Linked DNA regions of Pan troglodytes: region 1 is linked to region 2. A link is a contact called in public Hi-C data. All regions are on one chromosome and are shown on one strand. The core of a region is the stretch at or near the end of the contact, and the rest is flanking DNA. Distances in the headings are between cores, read along the strand shown.

The links. Hi-C and Micro-C count contacts between places; a contact is called where the count stands out from the background.
Region 1: a contact with region 2 is called in a Hi-C map of stem cell-derived neural progenitor cells, with 3 times the contacts expected there. The contact joins the promoter of KCNJ2 here to the enhancer-like site in region 2. A contact is called at or near these places in 1 of 7 Hi-C or Micro-C datasets (stem cell-derived neural progenitor cells) and 1 of 1 datasets of contacts at active chromatin or transcription factors (stem cell-derived excitatory neurons).

Annotation. Positions count from the first base shown.
Region 1 is chr19:83,142,389-83,147,030 of NHGRI_mPanTro3-v2.0_pri, forward strand. KCNJ2 (potassium inwardly rectifying channel subfamily J member 2) reads left to right here and starts at 2,959. Exons shown (of 2, transcript NM_001428081.1): 1 at 2,959-3,128. LOC134806912 reads left to right here. Exons shown (of 6, transcript XM_063800075.1): 4 at 1,182-1,228; 5 at 2,289-3,128.
Region 2 is chr19:82,582,242-82,586,883 of NHGRI_mPanTro3-v2.0_pri, forward strand. The region is part of intron 3 of LOC107969310 (a long non-coding RNA gene); the gene reads left to right. Among named protein-coding and RNA genes, the nearest start is that of MAP2K6, 190 kb to the left of the region's middle. Within about 2 kb of position 2,135, at least 6 of the 24 cell types and tissues checked have an H3K27ac peak or open chromatin away from gene starts, as enhancers often do. A contact at or near this core is called in stem cell-derived neural progenitor cells, where this site is marked.

The DNA of each region.
Region 1 (4,642 bases), core at 1,709-4,208, 560 kb after region 2:
CAGGAGCGTTTGATGTTTTACCATTGTGAATTTGAACTGCATATACATGGTTAATGGAAGTCTGAAAGTATGTCTAATTGTTGGGGATCTTTATATAAATGCAAAGGAAAGATTTGTGCTTCTAGTGAAACAATCACCTTCTGCGTCACACAGCTATTCACAATCTGACTGCAGATACAGATTGTGACTAATATTTGGCTCTAATATTATAGGTGGTTACCGTGGAGAGAATCAGTAAGAGCATAATTGTCATTTCCTTGGAAAAATTTAATCCACAGATGGATCCCAACACCCAATTGCATTCGTGTCCAAGACTAATGGGGATTTTTGCTAAATAAGGCCTGATTCAGCCAAAAAAGATAGACTCTGAATACAGAAATCTGTATCACGCATCACTTCAAAAGATGTATTAAATCAAACACCGAAAGCATTGGCACACAGAATTTTCCTAATAGGGACATGATGAAAAGTCATTTATTAATTAAAATGCATTTATATTTTCTTTTTTTAAAATGAAGCAATGGGGGTATTCTACGCTACCATGCATTTACAAAATTTCATTTGCAAAATTTCATCCTTCATACTTCCTTATTTAGCTAATTAAGGTAATGATTCTACTTAGATTGGAAAGTTCTAATTAAAATCATTAATTTTTCCCGAACCTTCTCCTTCAAGATATAAGCTTTGCTGCACATCCTTCAGTCTTTGGGAGGAGAGAATGTTGGGGGATGTGCTGCTGATAATTGATGAGAGAGAGCAGGATACATTTATTATGACCTTCCTCCCGCTGCCCAGCTAAATTTATACAGCCAACCATAATCTAATAACTCTGTGTTCCTTTCTTTAAAGATTTTCCTATCATATGAAACTATTTCGGCCTGTGGTGTATTCTTTCTAATTAGAGTAGAATACTAAAGCAAAACCATTTCAATCCAAGTTGCATAAAAATGTCATCCCTTTCCGAGTGACTGGTTTTCAAAGCGAGCTCATTACCTGGAAAAACAACAACAACAAAAGTGTTGCCTCTCTGAATTCACATGGTTTGGAAAATTCTTAGCCATCTACAGATGCACCAACTGAATCATAATAAAGAAGAGAAAATCTATAAATGATTAATTTCCTTTTTCTATTTAGGCTTAACATGTTTTAAGGGATAATTAAACTTTTGGCCTGTTTCTTAGACGTCCAGGAGGAAGCATATTTCAGAAGAAGCTTATTGAACTGAGCGGTGAACTCATTCATTATCCTTTGGTTAATACAGAGTGAACTTGTCTACCCTCAGGTTCATTTAGCTTTAGGCTACAGCCTAGATTCTTAGACATCCGTCTATTTTACAGTATTAATTCAAGCTGTTTATAAATAACACATGACTAAACAGATGTTAAAGAAGACCTCCCTTGGGGCAGGCATTATTCCCACGTTCATGGCAACAGAGTTCGTAACAGGGCTTGGTGAACAGTATAATCTCAACACATTAACTGGGACCACATCGCCATTTGGCTATCAGAGCAGCCACACCGAGTGCATCATCTCTTGCACACCCTTTTAATTTAAGTACCTTGCTCAATGCTAAGAAAAAAGGCACACTTGGTAAGGCAGGAGTAAGTGCGGATCTGCAAAACCTAAGCAAGGATATTTCACCAGCACCTCCTAGGGGCCACGTGTGGATATGAGGATGGGAGGTGGGGACTCGCACAGAACCTTTCCTTGAATTGTCAGTTTCACCTCTCCTACACACAAAAATCCACCCCGACTGCGCCGTCCACAATACCAGCTAGTTTGCTGAATTAGTTCAGCGACTCAAGGAGGCCTTACGAGGTTTAAATAAACTGCACAAAAGACACATTTGATCGCTCGAGAAAATAAACATTTAAAAAACTCAGTGGAAAGAAAGACTCCTAAAATATATCCCGTCCTTTAGAAGCAAAGCTTCGTTAGGACACCGAAGTACTCAGAAATAATAGGCACTTACTCTTCGGTTTACACACACACACACACACGGATTAGTTTATAAAGTTCCAGGATCCAGACCCGGTTAACACTGAAGTTGCTTTTTAGGGGTCTGCGCGCTCTCGCCTGGCTGCTGGGAAGGAGGGCTGGGAGGCGCTGAAGCGAGGGCAGATCTGAGTGTCTGTAGGAGTTGCTATTCCAAAAAAAAATCATTACTCTCTAATTGTTCTGATTTTAGATCAGCAAAGCGTGCCGGGCGGTGGTGGAGAGACTGAGGGCGGACAAGGCGAGAGGGAACGAGCCGTCCACCCTTCAGAGAAGCCTAGGCGCCTTGTAAGTAATTCGCGAACAGTCGGGAGAACAAACAGCCAAGCGGCGCTGCAGTGGCCGCACTTGCGCGCGTCTCAATCCTGGGGGCTCTGCGCGCCCGCCCCAGTCCCTCGCCCCATTGACTCAGTGGCTTCTCCGGGCGCTGCAGCCTCCGCGGGGGGCTTCTAAGGGCCGAGGGGCTCCGGCAGAGAGGGAGTGGAGAGGGAGACGCGCCGGGACCGACGAACAATCCTGCCCCGGCGGCAAAGGTCTCTACCCGGCGCTGGCACCTCGCAGGCCCCTCGAGGAGCACGCAGGGCAAGCGGCCCAAGAGCGGGGGAACCGGGAAGTGTGTGGGGCTCCAGACGGAGTAGGAAGCTTTGCCCAAGGCCAGGCTGCAATCAGGCAGCCGCAACAGCCGGGCGCGGAGCTTCCCACCTGCTGCTGTCCCAGCTGGGCCGCAACTTCCTCCTCCCCGGCCCGGGCCCGACTCCCCGGCCGGGCTCCGAGGGTGGAGGGGGGACGAGGCGGCGGCAGGTTCCCTCCGCTGGCAACGCCTCGCAGCATCCTCCCCTCCCCGTCGCGGTTCCCGGGGCCGGCCGCGCGGCCAGGCGCGCTGCGATTGGCCGGCAGCGGCCGGGGGCGGGGCCAGGAGAGCCGGTGTCGCACGGACCGCCTCAAAAGAGCCCAGGATATTGCAGAGCGCACTGGAGCCCTGGCCAGCGCGCAGCCTTCCCGGCGCCGGCGGGCTGGGTCTTGGGAATTCTGGTTTGCTTTGGCTCACTCGCTTTTTACAAACCACTGGATCTTACATGCCTCTGTACCCCCCACTTCCACTCCATGTCCCCATGCTCCTGCGCCAGCAACAGGTAAGGGCTGCTGTGTTTTCTTCCTTTTCGCTCGCTGCCGGTGTGTCCTGGGGAATGGACTCTGGCCGCCGTCCCCTACCCTACCCTGCCCCGCTGCTCCAGAGGTGCCCAGCTGTCACACTGCTGTAGCGCTCACCCACACAACGGAGTCCCAGATCATGCCTATATAGTTTGTGTGCGCACCAGAACATCCCCAGAGCTAAAAATACTGAGACATGCTTGGAACAGTTGAGCAATAGAAACAGATTTCTCTGCAGCATCTGTTTGTGCTCATAACTTCCAATGCACCAGCTGTAGCGAGATACTGGGTTTGGAGGCAAGGGCGAGAGCGTCTGTGTTCGGTTCTCACTCTAAGTGGGGAAAAAAAGAAAGAAAACGTGGTTGCGGGTTTGGGGGTGCGTCTTGAGCCCTGGTCTTAAACCTTGGCAAAGCTTGGGACTCAGCACTATTCTTGATCCTTGGCTTTTTTTTTTTTTTTCGTCATTGCTTCAAGTATAGCTGTGAGTTTCAAACAGAGTGAGTGTCTCAAAGTTGCCTTCCTGAAAGAAGAGCGGGAGCCCGAGTTGGATTTGAGCCTGAGGATCGCAAAACTTTCACATTACATATCACTCTCCCCTAACCAATTTGTTATTTTCAGTAATAATGGTATTAATACCTGGCTTGAAGACAGTGTGGTTTTAGGAAAGCAAAATAGTCAAAACGACTTGATTCTGCAAAAAGATTGCATCATAGCAGGGATTCATCATGTCAATTGGAAAAAAAATAGGGATAGGGAATGGGCAGTTTAATGTCTGTGTCTGGGTACGGATATCATAGGATGATCACTAGGATAAGGCTGTGAGTTCCGACGATTTTCATAAATTCAGATTTTACCTGTTAGGAAATAAGGTGTTATTTGAAAACCTCGGATATGCAAAGAAACCATATTGCGTTTTACCATTTGTTTTCTTTTCACATTAATAATCAATAGGCTGCCAGATTTCCTCTCGCCAACCAATGTTGTGTGTCTGCTGTACATTATCTGTACACTTGTTAGCGTTTTCCTGCTCACTTCCAAATGTTTCATTTCTATTTGCCATTATCTGGAAAAATCCTGGTGCTCAGAAGGGGTAAGAGATGTTAATTGAAGCATGGTGGAAAGGGTGAGGATAAGGTCAAGGCCATTTTACTTAGCTTCCTCCTCTCTCATATTTTAATGACACTTTATTTTTTAATGTTCTTGGTCTCCATAAGAAATATTTGATCTAAACTCATGTGAATTTTGCTTTTAAAAAAAATAAAAGAACACAGTCTTTCTACATCCTTTGGACTCCTGAGTTGTAGAATCTCTGGTTAGCTGTAGCGTCCTTGTATGACTTTTGCGTAGCCTGAAAGATTGAAAACAGCTACCTGCACAGATTGAGTGTTTCAGATTTTTTTAAGTGTATATTTTTATTTACCAAACATGTCTGTTTTTCAGCGTATGCAAATGCTGAGCAGTGCTACAAGCCAAGTGTCGTTGAGTATAAATGTTA
Region 2 (4,642 bases), core at 885-3,384:
TCTTGGGAGGGGAAGAAGACTCACTCAGTACACAGAATGATAAAATTTTACTTGCCGAGGTAACATACATGACTTTGGACAGGTTTAAGCTGCTTTTTCATTGGAAGGAAGAGAACTTTTAGGCTTGCAGGTGCTATTTCTTTCTTCTTCCAATTTCTACAACTGGAAACTAGTCATCGTAGGGTTTTCCTTAAATAAGTCCAAGTCTACAGGAGGCAGCAGGGAGTCTATTCCACTGAAGCCTTCCTATGAGGATTGAACAGCTTCTAATTTCTTGATCATTCTAATCAACATAACCATCTGGAAGATTTCGTCATTAAACTAATAGTTGGTAATCATATTGTCCTGGCTTTCAAAATAAAACAAAATGAAAAGGACTTCTAGACAATCCAAGCAGGCTATTTGTCGAACTGCTCTATTTATCTGTGTCGATTTCATTTATATATTTCAAACACCCACTGCCTCTAAAGTATACCGAATCATGCCCTGAAGCAATTGGTCTCATCTACAAAGAATGAGCCTGACCCATGATTCTGTGCTCCTCTGTTTCTCACATTATAGTCATAAGTTAGCCCAAAGATAGAAGCATATGATTCTTTGGATGAGATCTCTGTTATCTTTTAAGGAGATAAGAATCATAAACTCCATTCAAAGGTGACATCAGAACAATGAAGGACATTCTGAGACAGAGCAAATGACCTCATGACATTTTCCCTAGATTTTCTAACTTTTCTTCTGTTTAGTAATCAATCATTCACTGACTCTAAATGTATGGGAGGTAAAAGTTTTTCTTTACTTTCTTATATTCTGAGGGTGGGCCTGCAAGTTAAACTGACAAAGATAGATGAATGGAAGAAAATTGTACACATTGTATGTGATGTTAATATTCTTATGTGGGCAGGGTTTTCATAGAAAAGAGGTGAAAACCCCCCAAAAAGCAGGTAAACTGGAGGGCATCTATACCATTTTAGCAAAGGACGATAACCTGGGGAGAAGCGACTATGACAGAGGAAAGAGGGTTTGGGCTTCCAGGGGTGGTGAATGGTGGGAAGGTAAATTTATGAGGAAAAGCAATAATAAACAAGAGTTATTTACTAAAGTTTGCTTACACAGCACATCTTGGTGCTATCTCCATCTCCTGATAAGGGTTGTTCTCCTCTTTCTAATAGGGGAGGGTGGGGGACACCTTTGTTTAGCCTAAAGCTAAGGTTTCTCCATATACAGTGAACTGTAACTCAAGGGGCTGTGGAAATATAGACTATAACCTATTCTTGAAACAAGTAGCCAAGTTTTAGCCAATCACAGCAGCTGAGTTTCAGCCAATCACAGGCAGCCAACTGTCTAAACTGCGTTTAAATAAGGCAGATGCTGAGCTGTAACCAATCCAGCTGTTTCTGTACCTCACTTCTATTTTTTGAACCTCACTTTCCATTTCCTGTCGATTAATGTTATCTGACCATGTGGCAGCCCAAGAGTCGCTGGGAACCTATTTTGCTTCTGGGAGCTGCTTGATTCATGAGCTTAATTAAATGGTTAAATCTAATTTGTCTAAAGTTTTTCTTTTAACACCTTCACGAGGGGAAGTTTATGCCCTGCTTTAAGCAGAGGGGGACGGCAGAGCTCTTCTGTGTCTGCTTTTTCTCAATTGCCCCCAGCTCAAAATAATTCTTATGCCGGCATATTTTGGGGTGACATATTCTGATCTCCTTCATTGGGAAGCAGTCCCTGAGTGTGAGCCTAGCAAAGACTCTCTTCTTAGAAATCCTCCCTAATTTGAAACATAGTGGTTAAAATTCAGAAGCTGGGTCTCTATGCACGTTTTCTAACTGCTTGGCACACAAAGGTTTGTCAAATAAAAGACAGGCAGGCGATGAATGCATTGAGAATTGTTGTCAATCCTACCTAAAGTTCCACAGACTTAGAGAACATGTCTTTCTACCTGACAACCATTCAGAGCAGTTTGGCTGTTCCAACTCGCGTCCTCAATTTCATCATTCAAAATCTATGAGACCGATACTGAGCTCTCATGGAAGACTGGCTCATTTAATTGAACAATTTGGAAAACTGTTGAGCTGAGGAAATGTATACAGAAGCTAGGTGGCGCTGGCGGCCACAGGCTGCACAAGATAATCCTCTGCATGTCAGAACATGCCCTGTGCCCAAAGGACACAGCTGTGAAACCTTTCTGAAGAGTTTAGTATCAGATACAGGGAGAATGATTTGAAACAAAAGAGAAATACAGAAATTCCACAGCATCACTTTCAGACTGTCCAACATTACCCATTCCTTCTGACATAAACATGAAAACCCATAAAGCACAATTTGTATTTATCTATTTTCTAAATAAACTCCTCCTGGTCATTTGCTTTTTGAATATTCTGTTTGGTCTCTTTGGTTTTGCAATCACCACTGACTTGGAGCTCCACAGAAAAACCAGAAGTTCCAAAATAGCAATCGGAAGAGAACTTGGTTTCAGTCCCTTTTCCATTAATGCCTATTTTCCACAACCACATAACCTGTGCATTTGGAATATTTTCCCAATAGCACTGGCTTTCATAAGCTGTAGTGACTGTCAGGAAATAAAACTGCTTTGGTGGAAAGACCAGAATTATATAGCTGAGAACACAAGAATGTTAAACCAGCCTTCGAAGTCTTGCAGAATAGGAGAGAACAAAAGTGGGCTGTGTCAGTGAGGCAGGTTTAATAGAGATAGAACACTTATGAATTTCTAGTCACATCTTCTGACCAGATAATCTTCTACAGAGTCATTTAGCTTATGTATAGGAGATACGAATCTTACAAGTGGAAGATGACCATGCCTAAGTCAGAATATAATAGTCTGACAAAATTTTCTGCTTTATGTATGCTTATGGAACTTGTTTTATATATAGACATATCACATTTATATAGTCATTTAATAAATTTCATTCATTGAAAATAATACAAATGCATTACAATGAAAACAATCATTAGGTACGTACTTTTGGTTAATATTTCCAACTGTCCTGAAAGATGTGGTATAAATATATCTGTAATCCCTAGGGGTTTATTGCACAATAAAAAAAGCAGAGCACACTGTTGATTTTTTTTTTTTGAGACATATTGGCTGGTAAAATGTTGATACTAATTAATTCTGAAGTGGAAACAGGCTTACAGGCTGGCAGACGGGTTATAAAAATTTTTTTTTTTCCATTGGTCTCAGAATTGCTAGAATCTTTGTTTCAGCACCAGTAGCTCTGGTTTAGGTTAATATTTCTGCCTCCACTCAATACCATGTTATACACCCTCTTTCCTACTGTCAAAGGAGTTTGTTGAAGATAGTTTCTTTACCTGAGAAAGAATACCATTCTCCTTTACTCCTCTTTTACCATGTCTCCTCTTCTACCTGACCAGTGTACATATTTGTCAACTCTTTTTCCAACCTGTTAGCATGTTACTGATGGAGGGCTTCACGGAAGAAGCACGGAGTTGAGAATTTCAACTTTTACTTCTGTTACAGGAGTGGCCTTCAGCCTCACTTAGATAGAAAGGGCCACAATAAACTCAGAGGAGTAATAGGCTCAGAAATGGTGGACAACATACTCATCTTATTTATCACTGGGTTTCTGGCCCTTGATGCAGTACTTGGTATTTAGTCAGTGCTCCTTGCTAAGCTTCTTGTTTGTGTCTGCTTCCACATTCCAAAGATATGAGGATATGAGTTTGAATAGAGTATGAGATAGTTAACAAATATGAAACCAGTGGTATTGAGCACCAACAACATACAGAGCTGTATTAGAAACTGAGAATTGCAAAAAATGATATATTTGTCCATGTTCCCCAAGAGGTTACCTATTAATACATAACTACATATTTGTAAGAAGACATTATAGCATATTGCCTGTGAACCATCTGCCTCAGCTTCTAGTTGTTTCCTCTGATTCAGCTAGCCAAATGCCACAAGAAACCACAAAGCCAATTTGTGTTCTTGGATAACTGCGTGCAACACCCATTAGCTTTCTATGGGCAGGATTTGGCGCAGAGAACTCATCTGTTGCCAGTGCTCAAAAGAAAGTCAGGATTAAATAAACCTATTTCTGTATTCTTACAGGCGTGCCTATGAATCCATGAGGCTACAGTCACGATGGCATACTTGGCAAGCTCAGGGCACTGTTATCTTTTGAATTAATTTTGTGACCTGTTATAAATGCAAGTTCCCTTACTGTGTTTCAAAGGCTTTTTGCTCCCTATTCCAATGTCACAAGTTTTCTTCTATGACAAAGATCATGTTAGCTTAATTTTTTTGCTATAATGTGATTTTTTTTGATATTGCATTATAGCTCCTTCCCCTTTTGGCATACATGCATTCATAGCTAAATTATGGAGTGACTGGGGTTTCTTTCCCTTGGCATGATTTACCTCTGGTCAGATTATTCCTTGTTGTGGGGGACTGTCTTGTGCATTGTAGGGTATTTAGTAGCATCCCTGGCCCTTGCCACTAGATGCCGCTAGAATTTCCTGCCCCTAAAATGTCTCCAGAATTTGCTAAATGTTGGGATAGGGAAGGATCGCCACCTGTCGAGGACCACTGATTTATACTAATGTAACTTTTCTGCATAAAACCATTAAATACCATTACTCAAGGGATATAAGTTGGCTAATG